Regions from separate parts of the Sus scrofa genome. Here region 1 is linked to region 2. A link is a contact called in public Hi-C data. All regions are on one chromosome and are shown on one strand. The core of a region is the stretch at or near the end of the contact, and the rest is flanking DNA. Distances in the headings are between cores, read along the strand shown. Region 1 overlaps EEFSEC (selenocysteine-specific elongation factor). Region 2 has its middle 24 kb from the start of DNAJB8.

Region 1 (5,965 bases), core at 784-3,283, 140 kb before region 2:
CCCACACCCCGTAGAGTGTGAGCACATTTGTGTTAAGATGCTCCCTCTCCTGGGCCAAAGGGCAGAGGCTGGATGCTGCGCCTTCCCTTTTCACATTCAGTTCTTGGGTTTCCCCACAGGAAAGCCTGGAAGTGTGTGACATTACAGCCTGGTGTCTAGGGGCAGTGTGCCCAGAGAGGGCCTGGTGGGTGTGGCGGACCTGTGTTAGCCTGGAGGCTGGGAAGGCCTTTCCGAGGAGATTTAGCTGGCTGCGGTTGGCAGGGTGAGCAGTTCTGGGCACTGGGCTGGTGGGAGGGGGCAGCATATAGGTTTGGGGCATGAGACTGTCAGGCTGCTCCACCTGTGAGGGCCCCAGCCTCGCTGACTGTGGCAGAGCCAGCGTCCACAAAGGAAACCTGGTGTGGGGCCAGCATACCTGGACGTATATGTTTATTTGGTGTCTGTGTCAGTCTCAGTTTTGCTGGAGGATAAAGCGGCTGCATGTCCTGTTCTGATAGGACAGAGAGTGGGCGGGAGGGCCACAGTCAGCCTCCTGTATCACCTAGGTGTGGCCAAACTCTAGGCCTCATGCACCCTGAGTCCTGTTTCTAGTCCTGTACGCAAACCTTCCCATGGTCGAGAGAGGGGCTAACGTGGAACAGGAGGCGGCAGGTAGCCCTAGCATGAGGTGGATGGACAGTGGTCACTACTGTGTGGTTGTGGGTGGCTGCTTAACACTGGCTCATTGACTGCCTATGCTTCACAGGCCAGTTGAAGGCTGAGAACAAGTTCCTGAACTGCTGGTCCAAGTGCTGGACATCCCAGGCAGTGAGTGAAAGAGCTGAGGTTGCAGGCACCCAGCCCACCTTCTGACTCCTGGTCACAGCCCATGGAGGCACTCCCCAGAACATTCTCTTCATCTCTCTTCCTTCTGAGGTGCCCACCAGGCTGAAGGTCATGCACTGGGGGCATGTTTTTCCTTTTTCCCCAAGAAGTAAGTTTGGCATGAGACTTGGCACATCCTGGAGTGCCCAATAGGTGGAGGAGTGGGTGCAGCTTCTGGGTGGTTTGTGTTTGTGAGCAGAGCTGGAGGTGCACTCAGAAAAGACCAGGGCCTTACCTTGGAGGCTCCTGCCAAGCAGGCCTTGCCTCAGAGGCTGGATCTTTGCCTTTGCTTTTGACAAGTTCTTTTTTCTTTTTTTGCTTTTTAGGGCCTCACCCGCAGCATATGGAGGTTCTCAGGCTAGGGGTCAAATCAGAGCTACAGCTGCCGGCCTACACCACAGCCACAACAATTCCAGATCTGAGCCATTGTCTGTGACCTACACCACAGCCCATGGCAACGCCGGATCCTTAACCCACTGAGCAAGGCCAGGAATAGAACCCACAACCTCATGGTTCCCCTTTGTGTTCGTTTCTGCTGCACCACGACGGGAACTCCTGCTTTTGTCAAGTTCTTTAGCAAGGGAACAGTAGTTTACATCCTTTAAGGCTCTCTTGAGATGCCACTTTGGCCTTCTGGGCACAGAGCCCTGTCCCCAGGCTGAAGAAGTGTTTACAAGGAACCCTACCAGGTCAAGGCTCATCAAAAAGAAGAGGTGTTATGACCTTTGGGGGTTCTCTGAGAAACGCCAACCTGGGTTCTCCCTGCCTCCCCACTCCCCCGCCTTTGGAATCAAATAGAATCTTTTTCTGGCAAATATTTCCTAGATAAAAAGAAGTACTATATACTCATTATTGTAGACTCCCTAGTCATTTCTAAAAGTTTTTAGAAGTATACAATGAGAAAACTTGACACGATAACCAAGAGTTTCTTTTTGAGGAATGAATCTTTGCTACGAGAGATAAGAGTCAGTTATTTTTGGTCTGATTTCTTCAGCTAAATCTTAGCCTCTTCCTCTTACCTCACAGTCTTTCTCGAAAGCCAGTCTGGGGACATTCTAGCAAGCACCCTGGTGTCAGATGTGTGTCCTCCTTTCCTGACGCCGGCGAGAGGCAGCTGTGCACTGTGAGCTGTCAAGGGGCGGGCAGTGGGTGGAAACATCTCCATGGGCTCAGACTGTTTGGTGCACAAGAGGGCAGTGTTTGCTTGCGGTCTTGGATGGAGATGCTGGTATTAGGGTAACAGGTCAGCAGAGTTAGAAGGACCTCGGGCTTTTCCAAGACAAAATAAACCATGAGCTACAGCCATCGCCACAGCCATGGCGGCTTCCCATACACATCTTTAAACGCTTGACCCTCAGAAAAGAGTTGCTTGCTATCCTTTTTTCCTTAAAAAGAAAAATATTGTTTCTTGCAACGTTTATTTTTTATTTTTTTTAATCAATGGAAATATGGTTTGCAGCCTTGTACCTACAATGGCAGAGGTTAAAGAGTGTTGGGAAAACAAAACAACTGCTTTCCAATTAAAAACCATATGGAAAGATTTCTTTTTGAAGCAAGGGGTCAAATGTATAGTCTCCCCCTTTCACATCAGTGTAAAGATTATCTGACTTAACTTTAAAGCATTTGAAGATGTGGGCTCAGTCGTCAACCCTCTACACTCCGTTTTCTTTTTTCTGCAAGTTCATGATGTTAACTAAAGGAGGGAATTTCCAGGAGGAAAAAAAGGTGATGGCCCTCTGCCCAGAGGAAAGAGGTTCTGGCTGAACTAGGCATGTCTGCTTTTGTATAAGCATTTGCCCAGTTTCAACTTTTTTTTTTTTTTTTAGGAGTGGCTTTCAAGGCAGAGAGACATGAATTGGTGCATAGCCCCCACCCCAGGCCCCCAGACCAGATTTGGGGTTTCACATCCTCTTTGTTTCCATCAACCTGGAACTACTGTTTTCAGGTGCCTCTAAGATGCAAAAACCCCAAAGAGCTTGCCAGGCCAGCACCCCAAGGTAGTGGGGGTAGGGGGTGGGAGGAGCTCGCCGTGGACCCTTCTCTGGGCAGCCCAGTGGCAAGGTTGCATACCTGCACTACAAGTGATTGCCTTGCTTGGGCGGTTGTATCAGAGGAAACGTCCTTAGGGCTTTGGGCGTGTGATGGGGAGTTGAGGTTGTGATGTTGGTCCCTCTGCCCGACCAGTGATGGGTGTGTAGGATGGGGGGTTGATGGAGGTGAGACCAGAGTCGAAGACATGATGGCTGTTCCTTTATCTGATTCACTGTGTCTGTGGCTCATCCCTTCTGAGCAGTCAGCAAGGCAGGAGGAAGTCTAGGTGGGGGCACAACTGCGTGGCCTTCCCAAAGCTGTTGAGGGAGCACTGGGTTCCAGGCTTAGCCTATGTGAAGTCAGAGGTCTTCTTCTAATCTTTTCTGGTTACCCCATAAATCTTCCAAGGTGAGGGCATCAGCAGGATGGATGCGATATGTGCGGTGGCTATGTTAGCATGTGTGATACCCTTCATGGTCGTTAATTGATCTGTGGCGTTTGATACAAAATTTGAATTTGACAGCAGCAGTGCAGAGAGCCATGGTGGCGTTCTTGTTTGCTTTCCCGTGAAGCCTGCCCTGGCTTTTATTAGAAGTGTCTGGGTAGAAAGGAAGCCCGAGCGGAGGCTTTCAAAAGAGACTCACGTCATGTTTTTCCAGAAACATAATTTTTGAAAAATGCTGGAACCCTCAATTTCCAAAGGAGCCTGGTTTGTAAGGGGAATGAAAAGTTGCTTCTGCTTGTGGATTCTAAGTCGTTTTCCATCTTCACTCCCCAAGGCAGTGTTGGCGAGTGGGGAACGGGACAGATGTTCCTTGGTAGTAATTTCCAGGCAGATTCTTGAATGCCTTGTATACTCTGGGTCACCGTCAGCTCAGAATGGAGCAAAATTGAGTGAGAATTCCTGCAATGAAAGACATGAACGGCACATCGGAGCGATATGATGGTGCAGATAGGGGCATTCTGTGAGAAAATATTTCCCTGCTATCTGTAAAATTCAGATTGAATAACCATTCTGAAGTGCTCCCTTTAAAAGAGTTCCTTGCACAAGCATTGCAGGATGAGTAAATACCAATAATTTTTGTTTCCCTCTCCTTATCGGTCCCCTACTGAAACGTTCCTGCGCAGCCTGTCAGCTCTTTTCAAGTGAACATCAAATGATTCGTGTTGGCTTCCAATTTGAATTATGATCGCATTTCAAAACACAAACTGCTTTTTCGCTTTTGCATTTGGAGCTGATTATCAATATTTGCCAATTCTGGGGAGGAGCTAGACCTGGAGGGGATGCTGCCAAAAGTGTGGCCCCCAGTGCAGAGGGGCAGGAAGGCATGTGCCTGCGTGTGCATTTGGCACAGGGCCTCTGTAGCTGTGTGGCACCAGAACTTGGAGGAGGCTAGGAAGATCACTCCTGATGCCTGAAGGAAGTGCCTGCTCTGGCCTCTGCACTCAGAGTCCCTTCCTGCTGCTTACTGTGGTCTGCCCTGTGCCACTGGGGTGCCCTGCATGGGGAGGGCTACTCCGAAGCCTGGTGAGCCTGAGGCCAGCCCGAGGCCAGAATGCAGACACACAGGAGTGGAGTGTGCTGAGGGCCCACCTGAGGTATGTTTAACACACTTACCTCCACGTGGAATTTCAAGTACACCAGCTGGCCTTCTCTTATGTCTTAGTCAACATTTAATTCAGCTTTGAATAATTCCAGTTTTTGCAGTTGTATTTTTGTGTTTTGGAACCAGTAAAACTTTTTTATGTTTTTAAACACTGTAAACTTGGGCACCTTGCTTGTCCTGCATGATTGTGGTACCTTTGGGAAATTTAGAGATGGTTTCCGACTTTGCCTCATAGGATTTCCCATAGTTAGGAGGCTGCAGTGCAGTGGGCTTGGGCTCTGGAGTTGGAAAGATTTAAATGGGAAAAGCAAATGGAAGTTTTGCCTTTCTGAACTGTAGTTTGCTCACCTGTTTATAAAGGGAATCATGCCTTTTTTATGGGGTTTGCTGTTTGAACTGCAGTGGCAACTGTGATCCTGTCAGCGGCAGCTTGGATGTGGGAGCTGCCGGGGGCCTACAGGCTAGCATGGGGGTCTGCACCGGACATCTCCCTTCTGAGGTCCTGGGAGAGTCAAATGCCCCCTTCCCTCAGCATTGCAGACAGCAGGAATGAGCACTGAAATTATGCAAGAGCTATGCTTCAAAGAAGGAAATGAAATTCTTGAATTTTTTTAAGGCAAAGAAGAGGAGGGAAAAAAAATAGATTCATTGTTTTACTTGGCTGTTCAACAGGATGCAGGACAAAGCTGGCCTCTCTCCTGTCTAATGTCATCATTGGCATCTTTTCTTTCTCTTTCTCTTTTTCTTTTCTCCTCCTCCCCTCCCCCCTTCCTATTTGTACTGCAAGAACCTCCCCCCTCCCTTTTTCTCCAAGTCGTTCTCAGGTTCTGCTCCTGGGGTTCAGTCCAGTGCTGTGGAGATGCTCCAAGGCCAGGAATTGCTTCCCTTTTTGTGGTCTTTGGTCTCCCGGTCAGTGTTTCCTATTGCATTTAAAGGGAGTGGCCCCAGTGTCTAGTTGTGGGTCTTGTGAGGAGGTGGTAAAAAGGGGTTGTGGTTCTGGGTTCTCATTCTCAGGAGTGTGCTGTCCTGTCCCTTTGTTGTACAGCCAAGGCATTGGGATGGATAGGCCAAGCCTAGCCACAGCCAGGGTTGGAGGGAGGTGGGCGTGGATGAAAACAGGACTGACTGCTGGGGGAAGCTGGCTTGGGGTCTCCGGCTGGGTGGAGGCTGGCAGGCACTGGCAGGTGTTATCTGGGAGGGCTGATGAAGTCCACACCACGTCATGCTCAATATGGACCAGTCATGTGGGCACTGCCACCCCAGCAAGGGGCAGGCTTTGCAGAGGCTACAGGGAAAGACAGGGCCCTGCTTTGGGGAGCTCTGATCAGAGGAGCTTGCCTGGCTGCTCTTTCAGAGCTTGGGCAAGCGGCTGCAGTCTCAAGCCCCTTGTTTGGGCCCCAGTCACTCCCCACAGGGTGCTGTGGGGCTACCCTGCCAGAGTCTGGGTCAGAACGCGTCCTTTC
Region 2 (6,193 bases), core at 110-2,609:
CAAGTGGCTCAGCAGCCTCCTCTGTGCAGTGCAGCTGCCCCTGACCCCCATCCACCAACAGGTTAGAGGTCGTGCACCCAGGAGGGGTTGCTCAACCCCCAGTGTTATCATGGGGTCTGGTGGGGAGACAGTGCCGCAAAGAGAAATGGCCGCATCCTGCAGCCACAGCTGGGCTCTAGATAAATGCTCGCTGGGAGCCCACTGAGTCAGGCAGGTGGCTGTCAAGGTGCCTGTGGCCAGGCACTGCTGTCACAGCCATGTTCATGGGGCTGACTGGGGCCTTTGGAGGAGCTGTGTGGGTTGCTGGAGGCTGTGTGCTCCCACCCCTGGCACACATCCCCCCACGCACCATCCCCCCAGCACACACCCTGCCTCCCCCCACCCCCTTCCCATCCTCTTCCTGTGCTGCCTCTGCCTCTGCATATCCACATCCATCTCTCCCTCGTCCTTCACAGATGAGCCCAAGTCCACTTCCCCTCTCTCATCTGCCACATCCCGAGGCCTGGCCCCTGCTTGGGCAGCTGGCCGAAGTGGGGGTAGGTAGGAGAGCCAATGGGGAGGCGGAGTCTGTGAGCCTCATCACCTGCAAAGGGTGCCAGTGGAGTCCAGCTGGCTCCCACTACCCCCCCTTCCTCTTGACATCTGTCCTCCCTGGCACCTGTCCCCATTCATGGTCACACCCTCTCAGCCCCATCCTGCAGCTTTTGGGGGCTCGTCCTCATCCCATCCTGGGGACATAGAAAGGTGGGGACATGCCAGGGGGCTGTAGGAACCAGGCCTCCCCTAGAGCTCTAGGCAGGCCTTGGAAGTTCAAATTTACCAAGGTGTTCAGAGCTGGGACCACAGAGGCCAGGCTGTGCCCTCCCAGCTTGTAACCCTAGCTGGTTCTTTATCATATCCCTAGACTGTCACCACGATCCTCACCAGCACCCCAAGACCAGCACCTGCACATCCACTGTGATCACAAGGGAACTGCTCAGATCCATGTTTGGGAGGACAGGCTTCCAGGAAGGAGGGGTCAGAGCCAAGGCCAGGGAGGGGGGATGCGGTGGGCACCTGCCTTGGCACTGATGAGCACATGAGGGGGCAGGAGGGTGAGGACCTGGGACCCTGGGCACACATCAGGCCACATGTCAGGCCATAGCAGGCTGGAGTTCAGGACACCTTGCTAGCTCTCTGGGCCTCCTGAGTCCAACCTTGCAGCTCCTGGGACACGTGGGACCTTGGGCTCAGGGGTGGTCTGGGGCATGCCAGGCCAGGCTGGAGAGAAGAAGAATCAGGGCGTGCTCTGTAAGGCCTGGGTCAATGGACGTGGCTTGAGATGACCAGGGCCGGGTCAGTAGGTGGAGCCCTCAGCAAGGTCCCAGCAGAAGTAGAAGTAAGCCTGGGAGAATGGTTGTGCAAGGGGTGCGGTATGAGATGAAGCAATTTACTGCCTAATCAGATATGGCGCTGGCTAGTGGGGGCCTTCCGTCAGCAGCATCACACCGTTCTCAGTATGCAGGAGGGTGGCAGGGGGAGACTCTTCATCTGGGCCCTCCTGCTCACCTGCTGACTCCATGGTGCTCAGCGGGCCCATCCTGGGGAGGCATGGGGTTGTAGGTCAGGGGAGTAGAGGCCCTGCTTCCTGGAATCACCACACAGAGGGAAACTGAGGCAGGAGGGTGAGGTTGGGGCTCTGCCCAGCTGCCCAGCACAGGGGACCCTCGGGGAGGTGGGTAGTGGCGCTGCCAGCTCAAGCCCATGGGGCATAGTGCACATGCCCCACCCAGGTCCTGGTGCAGAGCTGGCCTGGGAACAGGGGTCTGGGTGCGCGTGTGGACATGTGGGCAGGCGGAGGCCACCCCCACCCTGTGGACAGCCGGGTGGGCTGCTGATAAGGAGAGACGGTTGTCAGAGTCACAGGGCGTCACTGATAAAAAGACAAGCATCTCCCGGTGGCCGGAAGGTGGTGAGAGGAGACCAGTCCCAGGGATGCCCACATCTCGGGTGGAAACACTGAGGCGGCCGGGCGGGGCCCAGCCTGCCTGCTCCTGGCTAGAAGCCCTTGCCAAGCCTCTGGGCAGTGCAGTGCACAGAGAAGCCAGGGGCCCCAGACCTGGACAGGGAAGGCCAGCCTGAGGTCACCTGCAGGTGACTGACAGGTGACCTCGAAGCTATAGCGCAGAGGCCAGAGGACTGCAGGAGGAAGCCCTCCTGGGGCCTGCGCCCTATGAGGGGGAGGGGGGATGCGAGAGACAGAGACATGCTGCGGGAGAGAAAGAGTGAAAGAGGCTCCAAGAGAGACAGAGAAATTAGAGCAACCAGAGATACCGAGGGTCCCAGAGCGCAGAGTGCAGCCGGGAAGGGCCCCAGAGGCAGGGAGCGATGAGGGGGGTCTGTGGGTACGGCCCAGCTCTGATTGGCCAGGACTGACTGCAATTAAAGCCCATAATTGATTCCCTGGGATGACGAGGATCATTTCCATGCTGAGAATTAAGGTTTTCTTCCAAGATGGAAATAAAGATTAATTTGCAATTTCCTTCCTCACTGCACACAGGAGAACAGCCCCTGCCCTTCCGGGAGAGGGCTCAACCTGGCAGGTGGGCTGGGGAAGGTGGGGCCACGGCCTTCAGGCCTCACTAGGAGAGGGCATCTGAGGCTCTGGGACCCCTATACGCCCATCGCTGATGGAAGGGGCCCAGCCCACCCTCCCTGGGCCCCTCGCTCTTTGATGGCACCATGGAGCTCAGTGTGTACTTGGCCTCCCTGCTTCGTGTCCACAGCAGGGAGGGTGAGGCTCATGACTCACAGTCATAGTCTGATGTCAGGATAGCCACATTGGAGGTGGCAGGAGAATCCCTGAGGTGGGAAGTGGGAAGGCCCTTCTTCCCTGCAGTCCTTTTTCAGAACCTCCGCCTCCTCCTACCACTCCAAGGAGGTGCCTGGAGGGAAAGAGGTTGGTGCCCAGGAGGTGTCCCTTCCCCTTCAGCCTGGGCCCCTAGCCCCCTGACTGCACCTTCCCTGGAGGTGCCCTAAGCACAGCCATACATGCCTGCACAGTCCTGGGAGGTCCACCCACACCCGCGTCCCCAAGCCAGTGTGGCATCCTCAGACTTGTTCCCTGGCAGGGCACAATAGGGGGGCCACATTGCCGCCTCCACCCTCTCCAGACCCACACCCTGCTGAGGCCCAGGCACAGGGAGGGTGACAGGCTGAGCTCAGCCCATCTACTGGCCAGCAGAGGCTCACCCCACAGTGGGGGAAGCTCCAGACTCCAGGGCCTCTGGTGAATGGCCTCCAAGATCCCCAAGAATTTGAACTTGGGCCGGGCCAGACATAGCCCCTGAGACGCACCCTGCAGAGCTCCCTGGCTCTCTCCCTGCCCACCCAGCCCAGGTCCACTATGGGGCTGCACAGCCCAGGGCTATGAGCAGCCTAGAGCTGGCCAGCCCGCCTCTTATGCCAACCTTTCCTGAGGGTGACCTCTGAATGACCTCTCCCAGCACACACAGGAGGAGGAAGAGCAGGTTTATGAGCACGGGGCGGACGCATTCCTCCAGGGGGCCTGGCAGCCTTGGCCTATCTCCCCATCGCCACAGAACTGAGGGGCCAGGCTGCCCTGCAGAGCCCACCTGCAGACACCACGTGCTCCAGACCCCACTTCCTCCAGAGTATGGGCCCCACTGTTGCTGTGTGCCTCCCAGCCCAGCCTCTGCCCACACACCTCCGCACAGGGTGATCCACCCGACAGCTGAGACAAGCAGCAACTCTAGGACATCCACCAACATGGAGCCCAGCAAAGTGTTGGCCGCCTCTGGGGGACCCACTGGTGGGTCTCAGGTCTGCTATCTGGACCTGCAGCTCTGCTGTCCCCTGGGCCCTGGGACAACTTCAGGGACTTGGGGCAGTGTCAGGGCTCTCCTCCCAGGGGGCATCACAGACAGGTCCCCAGATAGCACCCTAAGAAACTAGGCCCAGACCACAACCCTGTGCCCTGAAGTGTCCCAGCTGCTGTTGGCTGTCATCTCTTGTTCATTGGTTCATTGATCTTTTGACCAGTAATTGGACTAAAGTTTCCTGCCTACTTGCTAGGGCCTTGGGGCAGCTTGGAATGGCCTGTCCCCTGATGAGAGTTGCCCAGGACACAGGGACAGTTGCCGCCATGGCCACCATATCTGGGAGTCATAGGCTGACCTCTATCCAGGGAGAGTCAGGTCCAGATCCTTCCCACAGCTTCCACAGACCACCAGCAGAATAGGTCATATGACCAAGTGGCTGGTTCCCAGACCTCACCCCCACAGCAGCCCTGCTTTTAACAGCGCAGACAGATATGGGACACAGTGAGGCCTGGAGCAAGTGCCTCACTCTCTCTGTGCCACCACAAAATGCAATGACTGTTAGGACCTGCCTCGCTGGGTAAAGGTAAGAATGAAAGGGGTACACAGCAGGTGCTCACTAAATGCTCTATGGCAGCCACCTAAAAAACAGTTGGGGCATTTACTAAACAGTGAAACACAGTTACTGCCCAAAAGTGGAATCAGGATTCTCATGTGGCTCAGTGGGTTATAAAGCCAACTAGGGAGTTCCCGTCGTGGCGCAGTGGTTAACGAATCCGACTAGGAACCGTGAGGTTGCGGGTTCGGTCCCTGCCCTTGCTCAGTGGGTTAACGATCCGGCGTTGCCGCGAGCTGTGGTGTAGGTTGCAGACGCGGCTCGGATCCCGCGTTGCTGTGGCTCTGGCGTAGGCCGGTGGCTACAGCTCCGATTCAACCCCTAGCCTGGGAATCTCCATATGCCGCGGGAGCAGCCCAAGAAATAGCAACAACAACAACAGACAAAAAAAAAAAAAAAAAAAATTAAAAAAAAAAAAAAAGCCAACTAGTATCCATGAAGACGTGGGTTCAATTCCTGGCCTCCCTCAGTGAATTAGGATCAGGCATTGCACTGAGATGTGGTACATGTCGCAGATGGGGTTCAGATCCTTAGTTGCTGTGGCTGTGGTGTAGTCTGGCAGCTGTAGCTCCAATTCGACCCCTCACCTGGCAACTTCCATATGCCACAGGTAAAAAAAAAAACAAGAAAAAGAAAAAAAAAACTCATGACACACAGGCTCATGCCAGGCAGTGATGCAGGCTCTGAGGCCATAAAGCAGGGTGACAAGGAGGAGGGAGGGTCAGCGTGGTCCTGAGACCCAGGATGAGGAGAAGCCTCCCACTCCCAGATCCAGGGGTCTAGTAGGTACAAAGGCCTTGAGGCGAGTATGTCCTGTTATGCTGTGACCGTGGTGGGTTTTCTGGGTACTTCCTGTGCCAGGAATGTGTCTTCCTCAATCCTCACACCACACTAAACAGAGGGGTTATTGTCACCCCCGCTTACAGCTGAGGAACTGTGAGGTACAGGCCGTGTCCCCTGTGCCAGGGCCTCAGCCATGAGGGCAGAGCCAGAAAATGAACCCAGTGGGACCCACAGAAGCGTGCTAACACTTGGGTCCTGCTGTGCAACCCAGGGCTGGTGACTGGTCCCCTTGGGCCTCTGCCCTGCAGCCCACAGTGTGTAAGAGCTTGGTTCTTTGGAGCCTGCCAGCGAGCAGGGGGCCATGGCCATCTACAGGGCAGGGACAGACCTGGCCGGCGCAGTGAGCTGTGGGCGCTGCACTGCCGCCGGGTGCCGACAGAGGGCAGGAGCGGCCCGCGAGTCTGAGGTGGGAGTGCAGGCAGCACAGGAGCAGAGAGGGGGCCATGGGTGCCCCACCAGGCTCAGAACCTGGGAGGCCCACCTGAAATGCTCCTGTCTGCACGGAGGTGCCTGTAGGTCCAATACATACCCACTTACAAGGCTTACTGTGAAAAACAAATGCAAACTACCCCGGTGCTCAGCTTTACATCCATCACGTGTTGAAACAGCAGTATTTTGGACAAACTGGGTTAAGCAAAATATAAAGATTAATTCCACTTTTTCTTTAAACATGGCTATTTAGATTTTGAAACTACATACACAGCTGGTCTTGTGGCTCCTGTGCTGTTTGTGTAGCACAGTGCTTGTCCCTTAGGCCCGGTGGCCATTTAATCCTCATTAACCTCCCACTGAGGCCTAGACTGTTAGGACCCCATTTACAGATGGAGAAACTGAGGGGCCAAGAGGTTGCATGACATTCTCAGGGCCACCCCGTGCCCAAGTGCACACATACATGTTGCATGCATGGGCGCACGTG

What was found. Hi-C and Micro-C count contacts between places; a contact is called where the count stands out from the background.
Region 1: a contact with region 2 is called in a Hi-C map of alveolar macrophages, with 2.1 times the contacts expected there. The contact joins two enhancer-like sites. A contact is called at or near these places in 2 of 5 promoter capture datasets (fetal skeletal muscle and liver) and 4 of 47 Hi-C or Micro-C datasets (alveolar macrophages and embryonic fibroblasts).

What each region holds. Positions count from the first base shown.
Region 1 is chr13:72,176,644-72,182,608 of Sscrofa11.1, reverse strand. All of the region lies in intron 1 of EEFSEC (selenocysteine-specific elongation factor), which reads left to right. Among named protein-coding and RNA genes, the nearest start is that of RUVBL1, 17 kb to the left of the region's middle. Within about 2 kb of position 2,033, at least 5 of the 83 cell types and tissues checked have an H3K27ac peak or open chromatin away from gene starts, as enhancers often do. A contact at or near this core is called in alveolar macrophages, where this site is marked.
Region 2 is chr13:72,031,572-72,037,764 of Sscrofa11.1, reverse strand. No RefSeq gene overlaps it. Among named protein-coding and RNA genes, the nearest start is that of DNAJB8, 24 kb to the right of the region's middle. Within about 2 kb of position 1,359, at least 3 of the 83 cell types and tissues checked have an H3K27ac peak or open chromatin away from gene starts, as enhancers often do. A contact at or near this core is called in alveolar macrophages, where this site is marked.